3 separate regions of the Gossypium arboreum genome follow, and all the other regions are linked to region 2. A link is a contact called in public Hi-C data. All regions are on one chromosome and are shown on one strand. The core of a region is the stretch at or near the end of the contact, and the rest is flanking DNA. Distances in the headings are between cores, read along the strand shown. Region 1 overlaps LOC108489044 (pre-mRNA-processing-splicing factor 8A). Region 2 holds the start of LOC108488796 (glucan endo-1,3-beta-glucosidase 14-like). Region 3 holds the start of LOC108489633 (G-type lectin S-receptor-like serine/threonine-protein kinase SD2-5).

Evidence for each region. Hi-C and Micro-C count contacts between places; a contact is called where the count stands out from the background.
Region 1: a contact with region 2 is called in a Hi-C map of leaf, with 4 times the contacts expected there. The contact joins the enhancer-like site here to the promoter of LOC108488796 in region 2. A contact is called at or near these places in 2 of 5 Hi-C or Micro-C datasets (both in leaf).
Region 3: a contact with region 2 is called in a Hi-C map of leaf, with 5 times the contacts expected there. The contact joins the promoter of LOC108489633 here to the promoter of LOC108488796 in region 2. A contact is called at or near these places in 3 of 5 Hi-C or Micro-C datasets (all in leaf).

What each region holds. Positions count from the first base shown.
Region 1 is chr10:11,029,347-11,033,759 of ASM2569848v2, forward strand. It overlaps LOC108489044 (pre-mRNA-processing-splicing factor 8A), which reads right to left. Exons shown (of 23, transcript XM_017793283.2): 17 at 4,089-4,343; 18 at 3,533-4,006; 19 at 3,247-3,408; 20 at 2,924-3,121; 21 at 2,547-2,825; 22 at 2,175-2,417; 23 at 1,555-2,087. The coding sequence ends at 1,896. Among protein-coding and RNA genes, the nearest start is that of LOC108489044, 11 kb to the right of the region's middle. Within about 2 kb of position 1,800, at least 2 of the 2 cell types and tissues checked have an H3K27ac peak or open chromatin away from gene starts, as enhancers often do. A contact at or near this core is called in leaf, where this site is marked.
Region 2 is chr10:10,804,969-10,809,934 of ASM2569848v2, forward strand. It overlaps LOC108488796 (glucan endo-1,3-beta-glucosidase 14-like), which reads left to right and starts at 1,355. Exons shown (of 3, transcript XM_017793083.2): 1 at 1,355-1,536; 2 at 1,782-2,821; 3 at 2,929-3,111. The coding sequence starts at 1,440. The coding sequence ends at 3,003. LOC108489439 (methyl-CpG-binding domain-containing protein 11) reads left to right here. Exons shown (of 3, transcript XM_017793993.2): 3 at 1-538. The coding sequence ends at 221. It overlaps LOC108488714 (protein LURP-one-related 12-like), which reads right to left. Exons shown (of 2, transcript XM_017793004.2): 2 at 4,450-4,966. The coding sequence ends at 4,614.
Region 3 is chr10:10,666,213-10,670,615 of ASM2569848v2, forward strand. It overlaps LOC108489633 (G-type lectin S-receptor-like serine/threonine-protein kinase SD2-5), which reads right to left and starts at 3,057. Exons shown (of 2, transcript XM_017794307.2): 1 at 2,727-3,057; 2 at 1-2,280. The coding sequence starts at 2,275.

The DNA of each region.
Region 1 (4,413 bases), core at 550-3,049, 220 kb after region 2:
TTAGGTTGTGTTCCCGCACCATAACCTTATCAAGGTTCGAAGGTCGGTAAGGAAATGAAATAGAAAGGAAATTATACAAATGAAATTAAGGTATTTTAAAATACCTTTTTTCTTAAATAAGAAAATCTTTGAAAATTCAATTTTAAATTTTTAAATTTATATCTTTAAACTGTTTTTTTTTAATAAAAAATTTATGTAAGTACTTAGGTTTGAAATTTACATAATTATATGTGTGGATTTTTGAATGTCAGTTGTCATATGTAGATTTTAATCCAGTTAGTTTAGTTTGTTGGCCTTAGTCTAGAGTGTATTGGCTCTTATTCCGCTTGTATTGTAATAGTTTAATACTACATTATGATCTCTCGGACAGTTCATATTGTATTAGTTTGATACTTGTGATTTTCCGACATGTATTTGTATTTTGATTGTACTTGTAACACTTTTAAAAAATTTCTTTTAAGATTCCTTTGAAAATTTAACTTTAAATTTTGATTTTGATGTATATAAATTATTTTGATTGGAAAAATAAAATATTTGAAATTAATTTATTTTATTAAGATTTGAATTTAAAAATTTAAAGTATAGATGATTTAAAAGATTAAAGTTAAAATAAGAATTTTACTCCAAATTCAATTTGAATTTATAAAAGATTTAAAGTTGTTCCAAACTTACTAATTATAAATATAATTATTAATAATTAATTTTGATTAAAATAACTTAGAAAATATATATTCAAAAAAAATATTTACGTGAGTTTATTTTCAGTCCACCTAATTTAAAATTTCCGTAACAATTCTGTCAAGAGTAAAACGTAAGGTCGCAATTAAAAGAAAAGGTTGCTTTCCAAGACTTGGTTTATAAATTCGAAAATTAGAACTATTGATATTAAAATATTAATTGCAATTAAGAAACAACAATAGTATTGTTGACATTTTGGATTGGACCAAATTTTGACTGTGAGAGAATCAAAGTAAAAGTTTTAAATGGGTGGAATGAAGCACTGGACCTTGTTGGTTCCAACGCTAGCTAGGAAACCAAACTAATCATAACTTGAAATAAGGTATTTTAAGATACACTTAAAGATAAGATTGAAATTTTAATTTAATATTTTGACATAATTCAAAATGTTTGAATAATATTGAACTCAATATTTTTTTTGCAATTAAAGATCCGCACTTTAATTGAAGTTGTGTCACCAGATCTCAAATTTAAGAAGCTCATTGATGCTATAGATATTGATATTAACAGTAGAAATTAGTATCAATTAGTCTAAATTCTGTTTTTACCAACTAATATTTTGATGTTTCAACTGTTTTAAATTTTATTAACTTAACCATTTTTATCTTATAATTATATTTAAAATATAATTGAAACTAATTAATAGTTTTGAAATATATTTGTGTATATAAATATACTTCTATGTATACATGCATGTATAATAACATCAGTTTTTAACAAACTAAAATTTAAACTACAAATACATATTCTAAAAATACGCATAAACTTTTTGGTACATTTAAACACGCGTGTACCGGTAACAGAACAAAAACGATATTACCTACCAATACCAAAGTGTATTTTTGTATATCCAAAAATCCAGTTATAAAATTATAATTAAACATATTCGAATAAAATAAAATTGAGTTGAATTTAAAGCAAATAAGTCTGTTACTATTGAAACCTAACCTGAGCAGAGCTTCTTGGGCACATATTGTGTTTAACCCAACATTTGAGGTGATCGTATTCAAATCCTAGTTCTTACTCGTATTTACAACTCCAAAAAACATTCTTACGATTGGGATTTAGTACATGCAACTATGCAATGCAAGTATTTTTTTCCCTTCATTCCATACATAGTAGAATTTGGAGTCTTTGGTAAAAACAGATTTAGGGATTTAAGTAAAAGTATCCTCCCGATCTCCTTCCACAGTTTCACCTTCTTCCAAGTTGCTGAACTCCAGGAAATGTGTCGGCCTATGCTCCTCATTGTAGTACTCTTTCGGTGTCCCCAGCTTCACCCCGTATTTCATGCTCACTGTATGCTTCACTCCCATGAAATTGTAATTCCACGGACCATTGTCAGGTATCTATCAACCAAAATTCAACACAATTCAGAACAATAACATTAAGGTTAGTAGTTCAACAACACTAGCCAATGGGATGGATGCTCTTACCATATAAAATCCAAGGAACCGATCACTTAGGAGCATCTGCACCTTCTCATAATGCGTTGGGAGGTAACCATGAGGGTTGCTTCCTGTATCTTTGTTAACCCGTCCCCACTCATAACCACTTGGGGTAAGCTTGTAGGCTGTTAATGAGCAAGAACCGGGAGTGAAACTGCATGTCAAGATTATGCACTTCTCTCCATCCCACTGTTTGTTGTTCTCTAATATCCGAGAATGGGATGTCACATCCTGTGTTTACATATGCACGATAAGAGAACAATTATTAGTTTTATAGCATTTGATTTCCAATGATAAACTACAACACTGAAATATTCTATTAAATTTGAACATCAATAAATAAATAAACTGAATATAAACCTGTGGCGATAATTGAGGAAGCTCATTTGGCTGTGTGTGCAGCCATCCCAAAGGCTCCAGATCATTCAAGAAATCATGTTCAGGAAGAGCTGATGGAAGATTAACTTGCTGATGAGTACCCCATTGCGGTGGCATGGCAATGCATCGGATTTCCTTAACCTGGGGATTATCAGGAGGGCTTATTCCATACAAGTATCCAGCAATTTGAGTCCTGAGATCTGCTATACAGATGAACTTCTTTAAAATGTTCTTTGGCATGATATATGTGTACCCAGTTTCCTGCATGTTAGCAGATATATAAGCCTCAAGACCAACTGATACTCTCAAAAAAGTCCTATTTTTCTGGATAAATAATCTCACATAAGCGAGATTTGTACCTTTATGTCCTCTGAGTTCACATATATATGATTCACTCGAAGATAAAGATTAGTAGCTGATATTGCTCTAACACGCCAATCCGTCTTGGACCCAAATGCTGCTTGTTCATAGGGACTTGTGGTGGTGACAATGAGCTCATCTCCATGCACGTTTGTAGTCCTAGTTGTCACAGCTGTTAGCTGGCTTGCCTCCTTCGCCTGAAAATGTCAGTTCAAAACGTAATAGCTCCAAGTTAGTAAAAAAGTTCTCATTTTATTAAAAATAAAATAATAAAAGCAAATTAAATCAGCAATGTATATAGTAAGACAAACAGAAGCATAACCTGTTTCTCAATCTCTGCTATCTGCTGCCTCTGTTGAGAGGGCGGAGTAATCTCAGCTCCAAGGATGATGTCACGAATCTCAGACTGTGTCAGGGCTGATGTGTTCACATTGTTCTTTTTGGCATAGTCGGAAAGTATCAGATCTCTTAAAGCAACTTCGACCTGCACCAAGACATCATTCTTAAATGTACTGCATTGCAATGAATTAAATGTACTGCATTGCAATAAAGGATGCATGATTCTACAACATATTGGAAAATGTTTTATGAATAAAAATAACAAGGACCTTCATCCATTGATCATCAGTTAGAGAAGGCCAAATATGGTGTGGCTCAGTAACGATTGTCTTATCAGGTTTCAGTAACATCTTAGCCTTCTCATTGTTCACGTGAAGCGCACGAAGGATCAGAATGAGTCGGGAGAACGCAGTGTATGATGAGATACTCTTCAACCAGTCATCATAGATGTTGAACAAAACCATTTGTGGCTCTGTAGCTTTCAGAATTAGATCACCAAATTTCTCAATTTTCAAGCAAGCCTGGAATGGGAGTTGCAGCTCACTTCCCTTGATAACTATGTTAGGGAAATCCAGTAAGTGAACCTCCAAAGGATCAAGCATTCCCTTTCGTGTAACAATGATCTGCTTTGGTTGTTCTTCAACAGGCAAAGACCGCACAAGAGCAGCAACTTCTTCAGCAGTTTTCCATTTGGCAAGCTGACCAAGACGCTTTTGACCTGCCCAGACACTAGTGTGAATTACCTGCAAGAGGGAAATGTCATCCAGTTGAGATCTTCACAATTGACGAATTAGCTTAGAAAAGAAACTATATGAAGAAACAAACCTTTAGGAACAACTGTCCAGTCCGTGGATTGAAAATAAAGATGGCACCATTAATGGGTTTTGTGGTGAGATTCCCTTCAAATGTCTTATGTATTGTCACACGATACACATTGGTGTCATCAACAAACCAAATGATCTGGTTGCTGAAGATCTCCCCATAGTTCTGGGATGACAGATACGGCTCAGTAGGCTCAGAAGAATATAACTGCAAACCTTTCCTTATCCTCTCCCTTAAGACATATAAAGCTGGATTTGACTGTACAAGGATTTAAAAGAAAAAAGTAAGAAAAATTAGTTCAACCCTTTAGATTTATACCCATGCTAGC
Region 2 (4,966 bases), core at 105-2,604:
ATGGGGGAGTGGAGAAAGAGAATCCAAATGGAGCAGTCCCTGTATCTGAGGGAGAAGCCAAAGAGACACAAGGTTTACAGGAGGTGGCTGGCAAGGGTAGTGTTGAGGTCGAGGACAAAGGCAAGGCAGTAGATGCGGAGGTGATTGAAAATGGTAAGGTTAAAGAAGGTGGGCAAGCTGATACCCCACAACCTACAGGATCTGCGCCTGCAAGCAACTAATATGACAACCAGTATCCTAGCCACCCTGTGGTATTCTAGTTTATTGTATTTGCCTGTAACCTCTATGATGATTCCATGGATGACTGTAACATTAATGATGTTTCTGCTAGATTTGTTTGTTAGTGGGATAGCAATCAACCTGTATCCCTGTAAGAAGTAGGTTTGAACGTTGCAGCTTTTGTTACATTGTGTAGAACTTAGATTGTAGGCACATGAAACTCGTGATTTATGGTTAATGGCTCAAGTCTCAGATCGAACATTACATGTTATGTGATTGATTAACTGCACTGTGTATGCTTGATATGTTGTTGACACAATATGCTGGTGTTTTTTCTCTGTTATAACTTTGGAACCATTGCATGGTTCCTGGTGCATGGAACCGTCGTGCCCTTGCTTAACGTGCAGCTTTTTAACCCCTGGATAAAGCATGTAGGTAGGTGTTTCATTTGCATGACATTGGTCGCTCTCATGATCTGTTTACATAATTATTTGGAGTTCAAAGGCAACATTGATAGCTCTCCTTCATGAGCATCTTCCATCTTTGCTGGGTATGCACATGCTGCGGAGTTTTCAAAGCAATAATCGAAGGTGTTTTGCCAATGATTTTTAAGACTGTTAAATAAGAACTATATTTTTCTTTATTCAAAGGGTTTTCCCATATGAATATAATCGTTGTAATGATCAATGGAATATGCACTGTAGGCTTTTCGTTAACCTACAAAACTGTGTCCTCACCAAGCTTGATTAAGTAGCTTAATAATCATGCCACCTCTTCTATAATGCAAAAGCAACAAGCAAAAGCCAAACTTATTTCCATCATTAACCAATGTTTCACTTCTCCTCATATCCCAAGAAAGGTATACATAAAAATTATTCAACTATCCACCTGCATACACGAGGGGCTCATGTACTTTTTACGAGTAACAGTGTCATTTGTTTATGGACAACCCCCCAAGAATAGAAAGTTGCAGAAAAGGCATACTTTGAAAGTAAGAATCTTTTAGTTTTTTTTTTTTTATTGAGCTTTGGGTTAAGGTTAAGAATCTTCTTCCTCTTCTTTATTTCTAAAGCCTTTTTGGTACATCATCTTTAAATAAGGTTTAAGAATATTTTCTTGGGTGGTTTTTGTGACATGCCTGCATTAACAAGTCTTGCCTTTCTTTTTGCTATAGTTTTTAAGTCATCAAAGACTGGACCAACCCCACCTCTTTTCTACAAATGGAATGCACATCCTCCGTTTATCTTCCTACATTTCATATGGGTTCTTCTTTCTTTCTCTGGCTCTTCCTAATCTTCTCTGTCATATTCTCTCCTGGTATGCACCTTTCGTTATTGTGTCTTTTCTTTTTGCTGATACTTATTGCATATGTAATACACCATAAAAAAAATTAAAAAAGAAAAAAATCCCATTTTTTCATCAATATGGCTGCTTTGCTTTAATCCATTATAAGTTTGGCTGCATGCTGAGTTGATGAATTACTCTGCCTTTCAATGACTATGTATTATTGGCCATGTCTAATTAAAGCACATATATTATTGGTGATGTGTGTGATCATGCAGTTTCAGCTAAACATTCAGTCACATGGACCTATGGAGTAAACTATGGCAGAATAGCAAACAACCTACCACAACCAGAAAGCGTGGTGACTCTTCTAAAAGCTGCAAAGATAAACCACATTCGTATCTACGACGCAGATCACGGAGTTCTCCAGGCCTTTAAAGGGTCCGGTATAGAAATTATAATTGGACTTCCCAATGAATATTTAAAAGAAATAAGTATAGGTGAGGACCGTGCCATGAATTGGGTACAAGAAAACGTACAGGCATTCCTTCCCGATACTCGAATCCGAGGAATAGCCGTCGGCAATGAGATATTGGGAGGGACAACTATAGAACTTTGGGAGGTCTTATTACCAGCAGCAAAGAATGTTTATAGTGCTCTTTACAGATTGGGTTTACAGCATACTGTTGAGGTTTCAAGTCCACATTCAGAAGCTGTATTTGCCAATTCTTTCCCACCATCAGCTTGCATCTTCAGACCCGATGTTGCTCCATTCATGAAGCCACTATTGGAGTTTTTCTCACAGATAGGCTCTCCGTTTTATATAAACGCATATCCGTTCCTAGCCTACAAGAATGACCCTCAACACATCGACATTAACTACGCATTATTCAAAGATAATCGTGGGATTTACGATGCAAAAACGAAGCTACATTATGATAACATGTTTGAAGCTCAGGTAGATGCAGCCTATGCAGCATTGGACAAAGCTGGTTTCAGCAAGATGCAAGTCATTGTTTCTGAAACCGGATGGGCTTCGCGTGGGGATCCTGATGAAGCTGGTGCAAACGTGAAGAACGCAAGGACTTACAACCGGAACCTGCGTAAACTGTTGGCTAAGAAGAAGGGAACCCCATTTAGGCCAAAGATGGTGATCAAGGCTTATGTTTTTGCATTGTTCAATGAAAATTTAAAGCCTGGGCCAACATCCGAGAGAAACTTTGGATTGTTCAAACCTGATGGAAGCATTTCGTATGATGTAGGGTTCACTGGACTGGTGCCTTCTGCAGCACCACCCTCCATACTTGTCTCTTTTAAGGTATGCTTTGCTTTTCTTCATTGCCTATCTCATAATATTCCATTTGAATATGATTACTGTTGTTGATTTTGTGTAGTTAATTTTGTCAACATTGGTTTTGTTTGCAGGAAATTGCGGGGCAGGGTTGGTTAAGATGGTCTTATTTATTGGTTTCCACGGCTTGGGCTGTTGTTTTACTCTAGTCTTTAGGATTATCTACATTATTTACTAACTTTGGATTCTTTGTATAGGGAAGTTCTTATCGGACCAAGTTGATTCAACAATAAAACTTCTATTTCTCAGGCCTCCAATTTCCTTTTATATTTACCAAAATATCTTTTCATAATTTAGTATTTTTATTAATTAATTAATTAATTAAAATTTTAAATCTATTTAAAGTATTATAAGAATTCAATTCTAACTCAACTCCAATAATTTGACTGCTGAAAATTTAATTATAAAAAGATTTTTTGTTCATTTTAATTTTAACATTCATTTGAAAATGAGAAACTAAAGATAATTAATAATATTTTTTCCTTAATTGTACATATTTTTATTAGTATAATAATAAATTTAGCTTTTAAAATTTATACAATTTATCAATTTGTTCTTGATTTAATAAATTTAGCCTGCAACATCGATAAAGAATATATAAACATTGAAAGTTAAATTTATTGTTACACAAATAAAAAAATATGTACAATTGATAGTAAACATTAATATTGTAATGTTGAAATTAATTATCCAAGGACAGGAATTAAATAAATGATGAATTTGAGAGATACTAATTAAAGAAATCTAAATATGGTTGAATTAGATGATAGGCAAGATTTGTGGGTGCACATTTCTAACAATATTTTGGATATATGTTGTTGTTCTATTGGTGGGAAAATTGTAATAGCCGACAAAAACATTAATTCAAATCAGATACTGGATTAAATATAACATTTTATTCATTCAATTTTAAATTATTTTCTGATTTTGAAATTTTAATTGAATAAATTTTAAATGCCATTCTTATTCCACGAGAATAGCACCAAAGAAAATCAAATATTTACTCTCTTTTGGGAATTTATGTATGTTTTAATTTTTAATTCAAATTTTATTCTAAATTTAAGTTAATTACATTTTCAGAACCATTTTGAAATATATTTTAATTTTTATTATGTTTTTAATAGTTAGATTTTTTAAAAAATCAATTAAGTTTCTTAGTTTTTTACTTTTAATTGAACCCTTCAACTAAAAAATTAATCAAATAGATCATTTGACTAACGTTAATCTTTAAAAACAAATATCATTAATTGTTATTATGTTTAATGGTCAACGTTAGTCAAAGAGTCTATTTGATTAATTTTTAAGTTGAAGAGTTCAATTGGGTGAAAAAAGTTGGAAGGAGTTAATTGATTTTAAAAAAAAAAATTCAAGGGCCTTTATATCATTAAGATTTCTCCTTTTATTCTTACTTTTTGGGCTAAATTATTGTTTGTTTTATTCTTTATATCTATTTTACCATTTATGTTCAGAGATTATAGTTGTTACTCTCAAATAATATAATCTTCAAAGTTCAAATTTACATCTCCTTCAAAGAAAATTTTTATTTATTTTAATTTATGCAAATTTAATCTAAATGCAATTTAAAAATAGAAAGCTATCTGAAAAGGGACGTTATATTATAGTTCTCAATCTTTTGAAATTATATACAAGCATTTTCCCGCAACTCCTTTTAAAAAAAAGAAAAAAAGGAGAACATATAATAATAATAATAATAATAATAATAATAATAATAATAATAATATAAGAAAATTTTAAAACATTAGCGGTGTGTGGTAGGGAAGGTCTCAGCCTCATAATAATTTTGGACATAATCATCACCATAGATCTGATCAATAACAAGTACCAACCCCATAGCAAAGGCTCCATCAAAGCCTGGTTTTAAGGAAAGCAAAAACACGTCCTTCCCAAGTACCACCTTCCTCGAAGCATCAACTTTCCGTTTGACCTCAGCCATTGATTCCTTCCTTGCATTCAATATCTTGCAGCTTCGTTGCCCAAAGTTCCCTTCGATCTGGTACTCCTCTCCTGGATTGTTCAACATTTCAACTATCATCCCACACCGTCCGATTATTGATGATCTTTTCACACGGAATATCGGTTTCTGTCCTTCCG
Region 3 (4,403 bases), core at 1,807-4,306, 140 kb before region 2:
CAAGCATCTGAACCACTTTAGTCATTGGTGGTCTTAAACGCATTTCTTCTTGTATGCACCAAAGCGCTACTTTTATAGCAGAAACAATGCTTTCATCATTTTCATTAATGACTAGCTTAGGGTCAAGGATTTCTTTCAGATTTCCTTCTTCCAACATCTTGAAGGCAAAAGAAGGTAAATGAGCTTTCTCGGGAATTTCTCCCGGATCATAACTCTTCCTACCCCCAATTATCTCAAGCAAGACCATACCATAGCTGTATACATCACTTTTCTCTGATATAGGGTTGTTGGTAATCCATTCTGGTGCAAGGTATCCCCTTGTACCTCTCAGGGTTGTGTATACCAGGCTTTCTTCACGGCTCATAAGCTTAGCCAAGCCAAAATCTGAAACTTTGGCATTGAAATTATCATCAAGAAGAACATTTTCAGGTTTTATGTCACAGTGCACAATCTTGAATTCACATTCCTCGTGCAGATAAGCCAATCCCTTTGCTGTACCCATTGCAATATTGAATCTTGTATTCCAATTCAAAATGCTACTTTCTTCTTTGTTCTTGAATATCCATTTATCTAGAGATCTTTTGCCCATGAACTCGTAGACAAGAAGCCGATGAACACCCTCAGAGCAGAAACCTTTGAGCTTGACCAGGTGCACATGATGGATACTTCCAATGATTCTAACTTCAGCTCTGAACTCCTTCTTTCCTTGTCCTATGCTCTCCAATTTTTTAACAGCCAATTGGGTGCCATCTGGCATCTCACCTTGGTAGACTGAGCCAAATCCTCCTTGGCCAACCTTTATAGAGAAGTTTTTAGTTGCCTTACAAAGTTCACGATAAGTGTAACGAACAGGCATCCCTGAAAAACTGTCCAGGAAAGTATCGTCCTCCGAGTTTTCTGTAGGATATTCAAGCAATCTCTTCTGTCTCCGGTAATAATAGAATCCTACATAAAGTAGACCAGCAATAACCAGAATCGTTGCTGTTACTATTATCACAAGAAATATAATATGCTTAGCTTCATTTGTGCTTCCTTTAGCATGATTTTGCCAGCCACTTTCATTCCTTGAGACCTTCAAAAATGAAACAAAACCACTAGAACCCACCTCAGCACGCTTCAGACCTCCAATTTGATCAAACAAAAAGCAATTCCCTGTGCTGTTTTCAAAGAATAATGCAGAACAAGAGCACGTTCCCATGCAAGCTTTCTTGCAAGCATTTATGTCGGCGTTCATATAGGGTTTGACAAACTCAAGCACAGAATAATCAAGCATCTCACCAACATAGAGTAGATCTGCTGAATTACAGGTGGAGGTTATTGGTGGACTGCAATCGCTTTGCGCAAGAAGTTGTTTAGGACATTGACACACAGTGTCAAAATAGCACACCATAAATGGGGGACAAGTCTCGGGAATGTTGCAGGGGTTTTGGGGTATCTTTTTTGCCTCAGCAATTACTCTTCTTCCCTGATGAAGATTATAGAACACAATTGCTCCATCTGATCCTAATTTGGCAGCCCATGTGACATTCATATCAGAATTCTGAGAGAAGTTGAACTGCCATATCAACACTTTATTGTGATCATAAAAGTTCCATGAGTTGAATACTAAAACTGCAGAATAAACTGTGCCAGTAAAATTCTTACCGGTTGTCTTGATTTCGTGTAACAAAGACCAATAAGTTTGCGGAATCTGAAACCCTGTGTATAAGACCAAATCCCCAGACTCAAATTCAAGATAATCACTCTTTTTCCTTCGGGGAAAACTTTTGAGTCTCATTCCTTCCACAAAATCCTGGCCAGATAAAAGGGTATCAGTGGGATGGCTAAAACTCTGCCAAAGAGTTCTTCCATTGTCCCCAAGAAGTACCAAGTTACCTGAATCCAGCAATTCCAGAGATGTCGCCCTTTCTCCGGTAGTGTTTGTGGCCCAAGCAAACCTATCTCCTCTTTCCAAGTATACATTTCCATTGCTATCAAATACAAACTTATCAGATTTTTCTACCAACAAGCCTCCTCTATTAGCAGTCCAAACAACTTGGGAAGCTTGAACATGAATGACCACCAAGACAAAACTTTGAGCATCCAAGGCAGTATAGAAGCCAAAACCAAATATTTTATTTTTGGATAAGAGGAACCTGCCATCATGTTCCACCCATTGCATCTGAGATGCTTGGAATCCTGGATATAACCGGCCAACAAGTTGATCTGCAGCAATACAGATTTTGAAGGCCAAAAGTAGACCGAAACACAAGGTTCTAACTTTGAACAAACCCATAATTCCTGTAAATACAAGTTGATCAGCGTCAAGTTTGCTATGTAGTATTCAAAATATCAGGCAAAGATTCTAAAAAGTTGAAGCTTTTGCTCAAGCTACAAGAAAGACTGGTTAGAGTTAAAGGAAAAAATCTACCAAAAACTAACCAAAAAAGGGAAGAAAAAAAAGTTTCTTTAGGTTTTTGGTTATATATCCCACAAGATAGAATTGTAACAGTGAGAAAACAGTTTTTCTGCCTAGTTGCATGAAGTCTTCAATTCTGTAAACAAATACAAGAAAGTTTGAAGAGAAAGCAAGCTAAACTGTCTAAATACCAAAGGAGTGTCCAACTACAAGCTTGATTTATTTCACCGTGCAAATTATCCAACCATTCTGGAAATAAACTGGAAATGTAAAGAGCATATTAAGTTGTCAAATGATGGGGTTTTCACTGTGAAAAATTATAACTTACAAACAGGGTTAGATATCCATAAGAAGAGCTTTCAAATAAGCTTTGATGGTTGATGAAGAGGGTAAAGAAAGATGAGCCAGAGCAGGAGAAAGAGACATTAATGACCCTTGTTTTGGTTCAGTCCAAGAAGCAGCTGGAGCAGGTAAGGCAATGTTGGGCACCTGTCTTTCCCTTTCTTGACTTGAAAAAGCATAAGCTTGAAGCAAGCTGGAAATTAAAGTAAAATCTTTTTTTTTTTTTTTTTTTTTGTGGAAAATGAATACCAACCATGTTTCCTTCCTGTTTATCTCTTTTACTGCTTTAAATGTATCATGTGGAATATGGGTTTTTAGTACTGTTTTCTAATTGCTTCCGGTTGTTGTATGTTTTACACCATGTAGAAATACAGTCAATAATAAATACCCTTTTTAAAACATTTAGGAAATAAATTTCTTGTTGATAAAAATGCAAGTAATTTTTTAAAATAATTTAAAGTTAATTTAAAATAGTTATATAAATAATTTGATTAATTTTATATTTTATATTTTCTAAATTTCATTAATTGAATTAATCTACTATTAACTTGTATATTTATTATTTGTTTTGAAACATTTCTAGTTCTACTTTCTTCTGCAACTAATAAAATTATTTTTTTACGAAAAAGAGATATTTGATTTGATGAGTGCAGTCTTTGATTTAATGAATGCAGCTAATAAAATGATATATGATTTACGGTTTGGGGAGTTCGGACTCAAACCTTCAACGTAAAGTATTGTCTTATTAGGAGGTTTTATTTTCTATTCAGAAAAGTGTATCGGTTGATGATTGATGTAGATACGAACGGTAAATTTACATGAAATATGTCAAAAATATTAGAAATTAATTATAGAAAGTGTTTATGCGAGGATTGAACCATCAATCAACGTCTCATATGTCTTACCTTAGCATACCCTATACCAACCAAGTGCACTTTTCATAACTATACTGACACCTTTTCAATGAGCTTACAAATCGTATCTATATTAACTATCAACCGAAGCGCTCTCCAAGTGAGGTCCAAAACCCCGAGTGAGATAATACCTTCTATTGAAGGTCCAAAACTCAACTCCTTAATAGTTACATATATTGAAAATAAAATTATTTATTATCTAAGTATTAACTTAATTGATATTATTATTGATTTTCAAAGCATAATGTTGCTCCAATTTAATTAATTAGAAGTTTGAGAAATTTAGTTCCATCTTAAACAATATATATAAAAATATTTTTACTTTTTACATTTTAAAAATAGAACACATAATTAAAATATATGGATATTAAAAAGTGCTTTAAAAAGAAAAGAACTATGCAATAGTTTTAAAACAATTATACTATGTTTGGTTGAATTATTATTATTTATGTATATTTTAATATTTAGCAATTTTATTATTTATTTTTAGCAAATAAATTAAATTTTTTTGCTTATTTGGAAGTAGACTTATTTGTTATTTTTATAAGAGATTTTACTATTTTTTTAATTTTAATTTTAATATTGTACTAATTTTTATTATTTTATGTCAAATTACTATAATACATATATAACAAATAAGTTTTTTCTCATATTATTACACAACTAATCAAACGAGACATTAATATTAAAAAAATGTAACAATTATAAAGTGTGACATGTAATATATGAATGCATGTGAAATAATGATA